Regions from separate parts of the Sus scrofa genome. Here all the other regions are linked to region 1. A link is a contact called in public Hi-C and HiChIP or PLAC-seq data. All regions are on one chromosome and are shown on one strand. Each heading gives the region's core, a stretch centred on a gene start, on an enhancer-like site or on the middle of the called end of the contact. The rest is flanking DNA. Distances are from core to core; before and after follow the strand shown. Region 1 overlaps LOC110256931 (a long non-coding RNA gene). Region 2 holds the start of MARCH7 (E3 ubiquitin-protein ligase MARCH7). Region 3 has its middle 26 kb from the start of BAZ2B.

Region 1 (3,983 bases), core at 769-3,268:
TGGAGCCTTTGGTTGTTTTTTTTTTTTTTTTTTTTTTTATTGATCTACCTGCATTTAAAATCTGGTCACTGCTGCTACTGAAGCTCTTCATTTTAGCTGTGTTTGCAACATAGAACAGCTTCAATTTTAAATATTTAATTTAAACTAAATGCTGAATAAAATGAAGAAGCTTTGAAGGAAGCAAGTGTAAAAGGTGAATATGTATTACTGATTGTATGTCTCATCTTGGCCAAAAACAAATATAGATTATACAACCATTGTAATTTTTGGAAAATGTTTTATGATTTTGTCCATAGGTAAATAACTGAATTATCTTTGATTTGAAAATATTGTTAATTATATTTTACTAGTTAGATGTAGTTTTAAGAAGCACAAACCGTAGCCTATAAAACAATTTCATCTAATATGTAGAAGACTGACAGAACTTTTAGTTTGGAGTGGTGTAAGGCAAGAGAGAAAGGAAGGAAAATCAAGACATTAAATGGGGTTAGGATAATGCTGATCCTAAACTATCAGTTTTTTAGAAGGAATCAAAGATGGAGTCTCTTCTGCTTTTTGGGTCACTTCTGGAATATTAAGTATAGCTGTGTATTGAAGTAACATGTGAAAGCTGGTCCAGCTATAATAGTTTCTGTGTGTTGTGCTGCTTAGTAGTGAATGAAAAGAGAGGAGAAAGCCACTGTATGCCAAACTTTCAATTGAGAGTAGGGGGAGAAAATGTTGAATGTGATTTTGCATATCCTGGTAGGAATCAGAGAGAACTCTGCCTTGATTTGTGTATGTTAAAATAATTTCTCTGAGTGATTTACAGTGACGGTGATTCTGTTGAGCTTTCACACAACAAAGTGTTAGATTCGCATGTGCTGCATGCATGTGTTTGTCCCCACACTAGATGATGAAGTGGCTTTCAGCACTTCAAGGTTGAGTACCAATCCTAAGAGTGCATTTTACTCTTTCTTGGCTTCACAAATGGCTGGATATGTTGGTAATATAACAGAATATATGGCCAAATTTAATCTAGCTGATAGTAGGCTGTACTTTTTTCTAAATAATAAATTCAAAGGTTATTAAAGGACGATGTGTTGTATTTTAGTTTTGAGTCCCATAGGATAATAACTTTATATATACCATTAATTTGCCATTATTTCAGGTTACATTAGTCATTTTGTAAATTGTTCTATGCCCTTTTGCTCTCTCTTTTTTTGGACTGTTGTCCTTTCAGTTATCTCCCTGATCGTCAGCATCTTAGCCCAGAATAAGCTGAGGAAATAAAAGCAGGTAAATTTAAAATAAGCCCTGTTTTCCTTTCTCCCTGACTTCTTGGTAGATCAGATGGAGAGAAGTCCTTAGATTTTTCACCAAAATAAAGGTTTGGAATTTTATTTGTCTACCTTTCCTGGTTCTCGTTGTAACAGATAATTATACTTAGATAAAAAGAGAGGTGAAGTAATGGGTTCAATTTTTAAAATATTAGCAAAAAAATCCAGAAAATTTAGCTATTACTCGAAAAATGAATTGACTCAAAAACAACCGCCACAGGAGAATCACAGGCATTTGATATATTTTTATTGGTCCCCTAATAATAGGGGAAAAGGAGGGCAGCTACCTTCATTCATCAGGTTTGTATTGAATGCTGTCTTCAAGCATACTCATGGAGAGCTATGGAGTAAAGTTTGTGAAAGCTCAGGAGAGAGATGACTTTTGCTTAGAATCACAGAAACGGCTCTTTGGTTTGGGTAGCTTTGAATTAGACCAAGAATGAATAAACTGAATGTTCAGAGATCAGAAGAAATAATCTGACTATTATTACTAGGACAGCATGAGCCTCCTCTAGAACAAATTAATTCAAACTAGGGCTTGTTGTATCTGGAGTTGAGCAGTCTTTTGGGGGTTATGCCAGATGGAAAAGAAATCATTATGGGGTGCTGCTTTTCCTCCATTGCTTTCAGAATTGGCTGCTTGGCTTTCTCTGGAGAAGGTAGGTTAATCAGTTTCAAATCATCCATTTCAGTGATAGGATTGCAGTTTGTGGAAGCCAGGTTAAAACTGACAGAACTGCCCTTTCTGGTCAGAGTTATTCAAATATTGTTTAATGTGAGATCAACCAGAAAAACTCTCTTCTGCCTCATTCTTTTCCAGTGCTTTTATAAATGTTGTTTCTTGAAACCTAATGTATCATCATACCTACCAAGAACATCAAGCAAAGAGGATGTGACCTCTTTTTTCCTTTTCTAGATGTGGTGGTGAGGAACTAGCTTTCCAAGGAGGTTTGATGCCTCTGGCTCAAAAAACACTTTTACTTGTTTTAGTTCCTTTGGATGAATGAAGAAGACAGACTGGCTGGACTATCAATAATAGGAATATCCATAAGGACAAAAAGCCAACAAAATGTTTAACCTCTTCCTTTAAATTACATCAGTACTGAATTTCCCTTATAATAGAAATCCTACAAAGAATAAAGAGTTTGAAAAGGAAAGATTAAAACAAAGACAGATGTACAAGAAAGTATGTTTTCAGTGGCTAGACTTTTCCTAACTTCATTGTTACTGCAGTAAGATAAATTTAAATTTATTTCGTTTTCCTTTTTGCATTATTGTGATAAACATTTACTTGAAGGGACCTTTTAGAAGAAAACGTTAAAACATATGTAATCATTTCTTATTTTGATGATGATGAGTTTTGAGGTAAATGAAATGTGGAAATGAGTAGACATAGAAGGCTATCTAGTATCTGAGTTTAGAAAGAAACCATACTTATTATTTTCTGGTTTCCATCATGACATGGTTGTTGAAACATTACTTTTGGACTTCCTGGGAGGAGGGTTATTGTTAACATAAACCATTATGGTGGTGTAAGAAGCGGCTAAGCTGATCTTGAGCACCTGAAAAAAATCAGGGAGCAGCCCATAAGTCACATAATGTATTTCTACTTTTATGGGTTGTTAGTGTAGTGTACTGAAAGAAATAGGGTCTACAAAGAAACAGTAACAGAGATTGTGGGTCAAATCTATTTTAAAAGAAGGGTACTTCAAAGCCAAAGGAATTGGGGGTAGACAGTAACAACAACAAAAAGAGGAGACAGTTTTAAAGAAGGCTTTTATTTTTTTTTTAGGGCTGTACTCAGCATATGGAGGTTCCCAGGCTAGGGGTCTAGTCAGAGCTACAGCTGCGGGTCTACACCACAGCCACAGCAACGCTGGATATGAGTGAGGCCAGGGATAGAACCTGCAACCTCATGGTTCCTAGTCGGATTCGTTCAGCTGCTGCACCACAACAGGAACTCCAAGAAGTCTTTTAAATGGGGTTAAGAGGAGTGGAGAATTGTTATGTAATGGAGTCCTCTTCACTGTGGTCAAAGTGTCTTGGCATTGAATTCCTGCCTTGTTATTAATAATTTCAGCAGTTTGTTGAGAAAATAACTCTTATCTAGAATCATACCTTGGGCATTTGAAGTAGGAAGTTGAAGGGTTAGGGAAGGGCTTTGTAAACAGTCAGGTGGTTGGTTCAGGAAGAGAACATGTAATAACTTTGGCCAGTTAGGTAAAAACTCTTTCCTTTTCCCTCTCCAGAATGAGATGTACTTGCCAGAACTCATAAACGAGAAGAATTGGTAAATTCTTTTGTGCTAAGTGTGAAATGGAAAGGTAGGAGCAGGCTGAGCTGGGGGAGGAGAGTAGGCGCCGAATAGAATGTGACCAGAATTTCCCTGGTTTTGTTTTTTTGTTCTTTTAATGAAGTGCTCTATAACATAGTCCCTTGGTTTTGACTTTTTTCTTTGTAATGTGAAACACCTTTTGTGAAACAGGTCATTTCTTGCAATTTATCGCAAATATTTCATTCTTGGTAGGTAGCATTTGATATGTTTCAGCTGAAGTCCAGAGGCATAACTAAATTAACTACATGTGCCGGGGTAAAAATTAATGTCTATTTCTGTATTTGTAATCTCAGCACTTCATGAGTGAGTGAAAAATAATCCTGTACCCA
Region 2 (4,094 bases), core at 57-2,556, 87 kb before region 1:
TCTGAAACAAAATTTTATCTCAAAGGAAAGCAAAAATCTAGTTACACTATATGCCTGCCTTTTTAACAATGGTATACCATTTGATTTTTAAGTCAAAAATTCATCTTTAACCTTACCTCTTGGCTCTAGACAGAAACGGACAGATGAGAGCAAGGAGAGATTTTTAAATTATTTTTAAAATGAAAAAAAAAACTAAAATATTATACAAAATCGGAAAAAAAAAATCTTACTGAATTCCACTTCACTTGGCACCTTTGTTCTTAATAGTGACAAACGACAGCATTCGTGATGAATTTATTACCAAGAGAGATGTTGCCCATATATTTACATCTGTACGTAGGAAAAAAGAATTACAGTATTTTTGGTGTGTGTACACAGTCATCTTCATTATGCAGTTTCATCAAAATGAAGGAGTACTATGTTCTACTGATGCCCTCCATATTTTTACTTCTTAGGCCAACAAGTCCGTTCTTACACATATCATCACGTATTTCCATTTGAAGAACGTACAATTTACCACAAAGCAAAAGAAAGCCCAAAGTTATTACGATACTCAAGAACTTGGACAATCAATCAGCAAATATTTACCGCATCTAAGGTGCTGGCAAAGTCCCTACAATTCAAGGCTGGGCTGGCAGAGCCCTGAGTCTCTTGGCCTTCAACACCTCGCTCATTAAATATTTTACACGTGACACTGCTCGCCCTCGGGGCTCGGTAAAGACCCTCCTAAACCCAACCTAAGGGGAGGCCGCCAAAGGCCAAAATATGGCTCAAGCCCCTTGCCCGAGCCCGCCGCAAGTCCATATGGAAGACGCACAACCTGCCCCCTTCACCCGTCACAAAACTCCACCACGGGACGAAAGGCTCCGGGCAAAGAAGGCCTGCGGACAGCTCCGCTTCGTTCGCGGGATCAAGCTCCTTCACCCCATCTAGAGAGGAAGGAAGCAGGGGCCTCCGCGTCCCCGGGGCCGCACTTCATTTCCTCCCCTCCCCCACCAGCGGCCTAGACTAGAACCACCTACCCCAGAGGTAGAAGCCCAAACTCCGCAGCTTATTCCCCTTCTTCCGGTGCTAACACCGAACAGGCGCGTCCGGCTCCCAGCGATCACACCACTACCTTCTTCCTCTGAGTTCTAGGCCTCTAAATGAGGCTGAACAGTCGGCGGCGAAGCACAATGGCGCCCGCCCTTCTCCAGGATCAGGCGCAGAAGCAGCCGCCACCGTTAAAAGCCCCTCCCTTCTCTTCCTTCCCCCAACCCCACCACTTCGCGGATTCCGCCGACTTCTCGCGAGAGTGGCGAAGCTCCGCGGACCCGAGAACTGCGGGCGGACTCGACGTACCCCACCGCGGGGTGGTGCTCTGACTGCGGCAACCGTTGAAGGGCTGCCCCTGGGGAGTCAGCGAGGCGCCATCGGTAAGCGGCTTCGACTGGTCGGCCGGCGGGCTTGCGAGGGTGCGGGCGCCGGGAGCTGGGCGCTGGAGGCCCGGCCCTAGTTGGCCGCCCTCGCCTGGCTTGGCGAAGGGCTGGTATCCAGCCCTGCCGTTCTCCAGAGCCCAAGTCCGTGGCACAGGCTCTTGCCTCCTCCTGCAAACCTGCAAGGCCCACTGCTCAAAATACCGCCCCCGCCCCTTTTTTTTTCCGCTTGAGGAGTGGCGCAGTCAATGTTTATTGACTTGAATCAAACACTGCCTTTTCCGACCTCCCCTCCTCCCATTCCCTGTCTGCCCTGTGTATCCGAACCCTCTCCTTTAAAGGTTGGAGTGGATTTGTCCCGGACCATTTGTTACTGGTTGTAATTCAGTGGTGGTGGTGTAGTTTCTTAGACAAGTCTTTTAAGATCGTTTTACTAATCTTTGGTAGTGTAGCTACAGATTTTGCAGTAAGAATTCATCCATTTAGAGAGGAAAATTGTGAGGTAAATGGCCTGACGAGAATGAGACGAAACTTTCAGAAATCTGTAAATGTGGTAAACCAAGATATAAAAGAATCCTAATGAAAAGGAGTAGATTAGAGGAAAAAGCCACAATTTCGGTGAATTTAGGTGAATATGTGGATTTTGAATAATGTACCAAACATCAAAGTTCTTCACCAGTAAAGATTAAGTTATTGAAACTTGGAGGCATACTGATTACACTTGATTGGTACACTGACCTATTTTCATTAGGTTGTTTAAGCAATTCTTTAGATCCAAGTAATTTCAATAAATGTAGTATGAAGTTTGTGGTTTTTGTTATTTCATCCGGAGGGTGAAATGTATCATCCCTCTGTCTTAGAAACTAACAGACTGTTCATTCTTCACTATTGTAAATTGTAAAATATTAAAGATAATTATTATTTAAAGTTGGCATATAAATGCCATTCTATCTCTTTAAAATGTGAGTTGAAGGAGTTCCCATTGTGGCTCAGCAGTTAACATATCCGACTAGTATCCGTGAGGAGGTGGCTTTGATTCCTGGCCTCGCCTAGTGGGTTAAGGATCCAGCATTGCCATGAGCTGTGGTGTAGGTTGCAGATGAGGCTCAGATCTGGCATTGCTCTGGCTGTGGTGTAGGCTGGCAGCTGCAGCTCCTATTCAACCCCTAGCCTGAGAACCTCCATGTGCCGTGTGTGCAGCCCTAAAAAGACCAAGAAAAAAAAAAAAAAAAAAAGGTGAGTTGAAGACTATCTAATATGGAATAAAGTGAACAGGGATTGTTTGAGAAAATTAATTTGCTCTTTATAGAAAATTTGCCCAGGTTTCTTCCAACTGTTTGAGTCTACCTGTAGCATTGTGGTTATGAACATAGACACCCTGAGCACAGGCTGCATGGGTTCAAATTTTAGCCCTGCCTCTTACTCCCTTTGTTATCTTGAGCAATTCCTTAACCTTGCCAAGCCAAGGTTTCCTATAAAATGTGGGTTGGAGTACCTATAACTCATAGGGTTGTTGAAAAGATTAAATGGGTTAATGCATCAGTGCCTAGAACATAGTTTAAGCATTCCATAATTGTTAACTATTACATTCCATATCTAAACCACTACTAATACTGTCTTTCTGGACCTTATTACATAGGTCCCTTAAACATCTCAAGTACATTCTACGTTAAGAGGAATGACCGCACCATTTTCCTGAGCTATGGCAGTCAGACCTGGTAAAGGTGTCTTCTCTACAGAACCCCCAAACCTGGCAAGGATGATTCAGATTTTGGCAGATTATCACTTCATCCCCAACCAACACTTATAAAATATCAACAGAGGTGAGTTGGCACCAATTTCATATGCTAAGCAGACTTTCCAGACTCTAATTTCTTATTAATGCTAGTAAATAATGACCACTCATAAGTATGTTTTTATTCTTTAAGAATTATTATTAATTGATATTGTTTTTTTAATGTGCTTTCTGTGATTTGAGTTTCCAGATAATTATCATTATCAGCTGATAATTATTGAGATTTTCTGTGTTAAAGACAATTTGGTAGGGATCATGGATACAAATAGGTACAATCTAGACTATATTTTATGAACTTAAAATCAAGATCAGTGATTTGACAGGCAAAATGATTTAAACTTAGAACTGTTCTGGCCAATTGAGACCCAATGGTTGCCTTTTTTAGAGTTCCCCTACTTGACCTTCCTTTGCTCAACTTTTTTTCCTTATGACCAACTCTGACATACCTTTTTGTATCTAAATATCTTTGTTCTCCACTTGCCACACCAACACATTAGTTCCCATTTTCGAAGGTGGCTTCTTTTCTAAATTAAGGCCTTCTTTACTATTATTAATTTTTTCTCTTCTACTTTGTAAATTTGTCTATTGTTGGTCATAACATGATCATAACAACCCTTTGTTCTTATGCTTAAGTACTTCCTCGCCTACCTGATAGGTTAGAATTCTCTTTCATTTTTTAAAAAAGCCTCTAATTGAGGATTTTTCCTAGGAAATATGTTACTTAAAAGGTCTGTTATTTTATCTTTTTTTTTTTTTTTTTTTTTTTTTTTTTGCTATTTCTTGGGCCGCTCCTGTGGCACATGGAGGTTCCCAGGCTAGGGGTCTAATCGGAGCCGTAGCCACCAGCCTCCACCAGAGCCACAGCAACGCAGGATCTGAGCCAC
Region 3 (3,799 bases), core at 214-2,713, 120 kb after region 1:
TCTTATCTACTTGGGTGTTTTTTTGTTGTTAGTGATTTTACTGTAACTTTGTCTTCTATTTCAATACATTAAAATTTTATTTGGCAAATAGAGTAAACATACACCTGATTTAAGTTATATAATTTAATGCCTTGATATGATTATGCTGCTGTAAAAGGGTCATTAAATGCTCTTTGCATTAAAATTAAAACATGCTGTGTCCATAATAGGACACAGATGCAGCACCTAAGTATAGAATTTTGAATAGAATATATAGAATTTTAATGATAAATAAAATTTTGTAGATTAAAAAAATCTAAAATTTTTAACTGAGTGAATTATTTTATCATTTTGATGGAGTATATGTTTGTTTTATACTCTTAGTTAATTTAAATCAACTCCCATTCAACTATACTAGAAATTCAGAGAGTAAAAAAACAGTAATTTTGGGGAAAAAAAACTAAAGCCAAAGGAGCTTAATTTTCAAGATAACAGTATATATTTTTAAATGCTCACAGGTAAATATTTTAGGTTTTGTTTTCTTTTTGAAATGCGAATTTAAAATGATGCAGGGAATAGCTCCGAGTTATGTAAACTTTTTGATTCATATAATTGAGTTTTTTCCAAAGATGACTATATAAATTAGTCTTATTTTGGTAGAGCTTGTCTAATAAAAATAGGCTTATACTTTGACTAAAAATTTAATTTTGGTCCTTAATTATAATTCAGAAACTTCTTTTATCTATTTTTCTTGAAGCAGTTGAAATTTAAAGACTTTTCTTTGTATTTAGCAAGTTTTGGAACAGTTAATCTTAGTTTATTTTTTTTTTTTAAGTCTTGTTAGCTAGCACTGCCCTGTTTTTAAATTTACCTGCTGAGGAGTGATTTTTAAAGCCTGCTTAAACAGACTCATTTCTCAAGCATTCCTTTTTCTAAACTATGTGCCTTCACATGTCAGGAATAAACGCTCCTTTAAAAAGGAAGAAAGACAGAACTCTTTATTGTCTGTTTTGACGTTAATAAAATTAGGAACGATTACTTGGGACCTCAACCTTACCTGGCTTAGTTTGTCACGTGAGCGTTCACGTTTACTGGTGATCTATGGGCTCCACCTGCCTTTCAGTTTGTTTACCAGGAAATCAAGATGTGTAAACTGCAGGAAGTACTATTTGACCCTCTCCGACAGTATCTCATTACAATAATTGCTAATCTCTGAATAAGACAGCCATGTTTTGTGAGTAACTGAGGGAGAGAGGTTGTGTTAGGTAGATGTTAGGTGTTTCAACAAATAAAGCATTATAAATGCTTACTTGGATTATGTTTTCATGATAGCTTTTGATAAAAGACATATGGTGACCTTTGGGGTCAGCAAAGCTAGGACACAATAGCAGGTATTCTTTCATGCCTTTTAACTGAAAAATATCACGGCTTGTTGTTTTGGAGTGCTGTCACTGCTCTGAATCGAAAGGATAATGGCTACTTCCTGATTAAACCCACTCTCCACAGTAAGCTGTTAATGTTATACTGTATGTCTTTTTCTCCTGTAAATGCAGTAGTATATGGTGTTTTCTTTACTTTTTATCATTGTCTTTTCAGAGATAGATCTGTTATAAATATATCCTGAAGTTGAAGTTTACGATTAGAGTAGAAACTACTGTTTTAAGTTTGGAGATTTTTTTTTTTTAATTGAAAAAGTATTTTTGCTTGGCTTTAAATCCAGTCTTCTTATATACTTATTGTAGATTTTAGTTAAAGAAATAAGCTTTTAAAAAAGACATTGAAATGATATATTAAGCTGTGACTTTCTTGACACCTTAAGCAAAATTTAAAAAATAACTTATGTAGTAAATCAGGTTAATTTTTTCAGAGACTGTTGGATAAACTAATTTTATGTTTATTTAATAAATTTCATAAATCTATATACAAATATTTTGCCATAATTGATAACTGTTTTAATTCTTAAATTATTATTCATAAATTAAGTATGAGATCCTTGTGATGTGAAAACAATATTAAGTACTCAGAATATAAGAAGGGGAATAATGAGCTTCTTAGTTTTAATCCTAAAGCTTGCAGTCACTCCATCTGTGGCCTTGGGACAGTCATTTAAACTGCTTACCTTGGTTTTCTTGTTTACTGTCCATAGGAGTACTAAGTAAAATGTGTATTTTTTTTCTTTATGGTAGCACAAACTATAAAGAAAATGATTATTCCTAAGTATTTTATAAAATGGAGACTTGACTCTGAACATAGAATAGGAAAACATTTAGGAGTCACAGAAGACATGGAAATAATAGAAAAAAAATTTTTATTGTAAAATAATGGAAAATAAGATTGAAATAAAATCATATAACTACCTTTGTAATTTCAACAGAATTGTTAGTTTCACTCAATCCCTAATATAACATTACCAGAGGAGTCTACATATTTTTGGATGCATGACTAAAATGAGATGTGGAAAGCTTGGAGGTGATTTAGTAAAGAGTCACAAGTATACTTAAATTATTTAACTTTTTCTCAAAAGTCTTATTCCTAGAAGTGAGATTATTCAGAGTAGAAGGGAAGAATGTGTGTATATATTATAGGTCTATAAGTATAGTTTATCTAAAATAGTAAGATGTTTAATTTTTAACGTCTAGTATTGGCTATCCTGGTTATATAAAAGAAAACATTATGAAATTAAACATTGAAGACAATGGGCATCGAACCTCACATTCAGAAATGTTTTAAAATATTCTGGAGTAATGTAAATACTTTTGTTGAGAGTGTTCAGCTAAGTTCTTTTGCAAAATGCTTATCAAAGATAGTTAGGTAACTCAGTAATCTAAGGAGATTGTGAAAATGATATTTGATGAGTATTCTAGCTTAGTCAGGTTGTCGAAGTGGGACTTACAATAGTGCCCCTATTTAATTTGTAATAACAAATAACAGATGTCACTTATTGAATGCTTAATATGTGCAAACTGTTGGGCCAATTTTATAGTAGGAAAGGCAAACTTTTACCTTTACTTTCACCTTCTCAGAGTTCTTTTTGGCAGGAGCCTGAGAATTAAATTGACATGAAGCAGATCAAAAGAAGAAAAGGATACACATTTATTTAATACAAGTTTTGTGTGACTTTCATGAGTCTCCGTAGGAATGGAGACCCAAAGAAATGGTGAAATCTATTTGTTTTATATTAGGCTCAACAAAGAAAGACAATTGTGAAAAAGTGACTAAACTATGTGGGGAAACTAAAGGAAGATAAGAATTATTTTAATGGGGTCTGTTTTTTTAGAATCCGCTCAGTCTCAGTATTTTGTCCTTGATGATAAGAATGTTACTTTCCTTCTGATATAGGGAGGACATCTTTCATACAGTAATTTCATTTCCTGCTTTTAAGAAAAAAAGGATCAGTGTTTTTCTTGTATCTGCTGTTTTTCAAGTGCCTTTAACTCAAACCGTCAATACACTAGAGCAATGTATTTTGGAGAAGTATGTTCTGAATTACTTCACTGTCATTTTATATTCATGATAATCACATGAGGTATGGGTACCATAATTGCCCTCATTTTTATGGTTAAGAGCTGTAGAGAAATGAAATAATTTTGTCAATGTCCTTTAGCCAGTAAGTGCCAGAACCAGACCAAAAATGGAATCCAGAAAGAACTCAGTTTTCAGTGTCATGCCTTCAAGCATTGTGTTTGTATTTTGAAGATAATAAAGGTACTAAAGCCTTTGATGTAGATGGGTTTTTTCATCAATTTATCAAATATTAGAGTCCTTACTAAGGCACCATAAGTTCTGGGATATGACGGAAAGCAAAATAAAATCCCTTGTT

The links. A called contact is a pair of places that touch in the nucleus more often than the background predicts. HiChIP or PLAC-seq counts read pairs in DNA pulled down with a chosen protein or histone mark.
Region 2: a Hi-C map of liver shows a contact between it and region 1, with 4 times the contacts expected there. The contact joins the promoter of MARCH7 here to the enhancer-like site in region 1. A contact is called at or near these places in 1 of 5 promoter capture datasets (liver), 19 of 47 Hi-C or Micro-C datasets (alveolar macrophages, brain, embryonic fibroblasts and 10 more) and 2 of 2 datasets of contacts at active chromatin or transcription factors (alveolar macrophages and skeletal muscle).
Region 3: an H3K27ac HiChIP or PLAC-seq map of alveolar macrophages shows a contact between it and region 1. The contact joins two enhancer-like sites. A contact is called at or near these places in 6 of 47 Hi-C or Micro-C datasets (alveolar macrophages, embryonic fibroblasts, liver and 2 more) and 2 of 2 datasets of contacts at active chromatin or transcription factors (alveolar macrophages and skeletal muscle).

What each region holds. Positions count from the first base shown.
Region 1 is chr15:66,560,591-66,564,573 of Sscrofa11.1, reverse strand. All of the region lies in intron 4 of LOC110256931 (a long non-coding RNA gene), which reads left to right. Among named protein-coding and RNA genes, the nearest start is that of MARCH7, 87 kb to the left of the region's middle. Within about 2 kb of position 2,018, at least 10 of the 83 cell types and tissues checked have an H3K27ac peak or open chromatin away from gene starts, as enhancers often do. A contact at or near this core is called in alveolar macrophages and liver, where this site is marked.
Region 2 is chr15:66,646,575-66,650,668 of Sscrofa11.1, reverse strand. It overlaps MARCH7 (E3 ubiquitin-protein ligase MARCH7), which reads right to left and starts at 1,306. Exons shown (of 10, transcript XR_299495.3): 1 at 1,023-1,306. LOC110256931 (a long non-coding RNA gene) reads left to right here and starts at 1,279. Exons shown (of 5, transcript XR_002339014.1): 1 at 1,279-1,415; 2 at 3,055-3,238.
Region 3 is chr15:66,435,410-66,439,208 of Sscrofa11.1, reverse strand. No RefSeq gene overlaps it. Among named protein-coding and RNA genes, the nearest start is that of BAZ2B, 26 kb to the right of the region's middle. Within about 2 kb of position 1,463, at least 33 of the 83 cell types and tissues checked have an H3K27ac peak or open chromatin away from gene starts, as enhancers often do. A contact at or near this core is called in alveolar macrophages and liver, where this site is marked.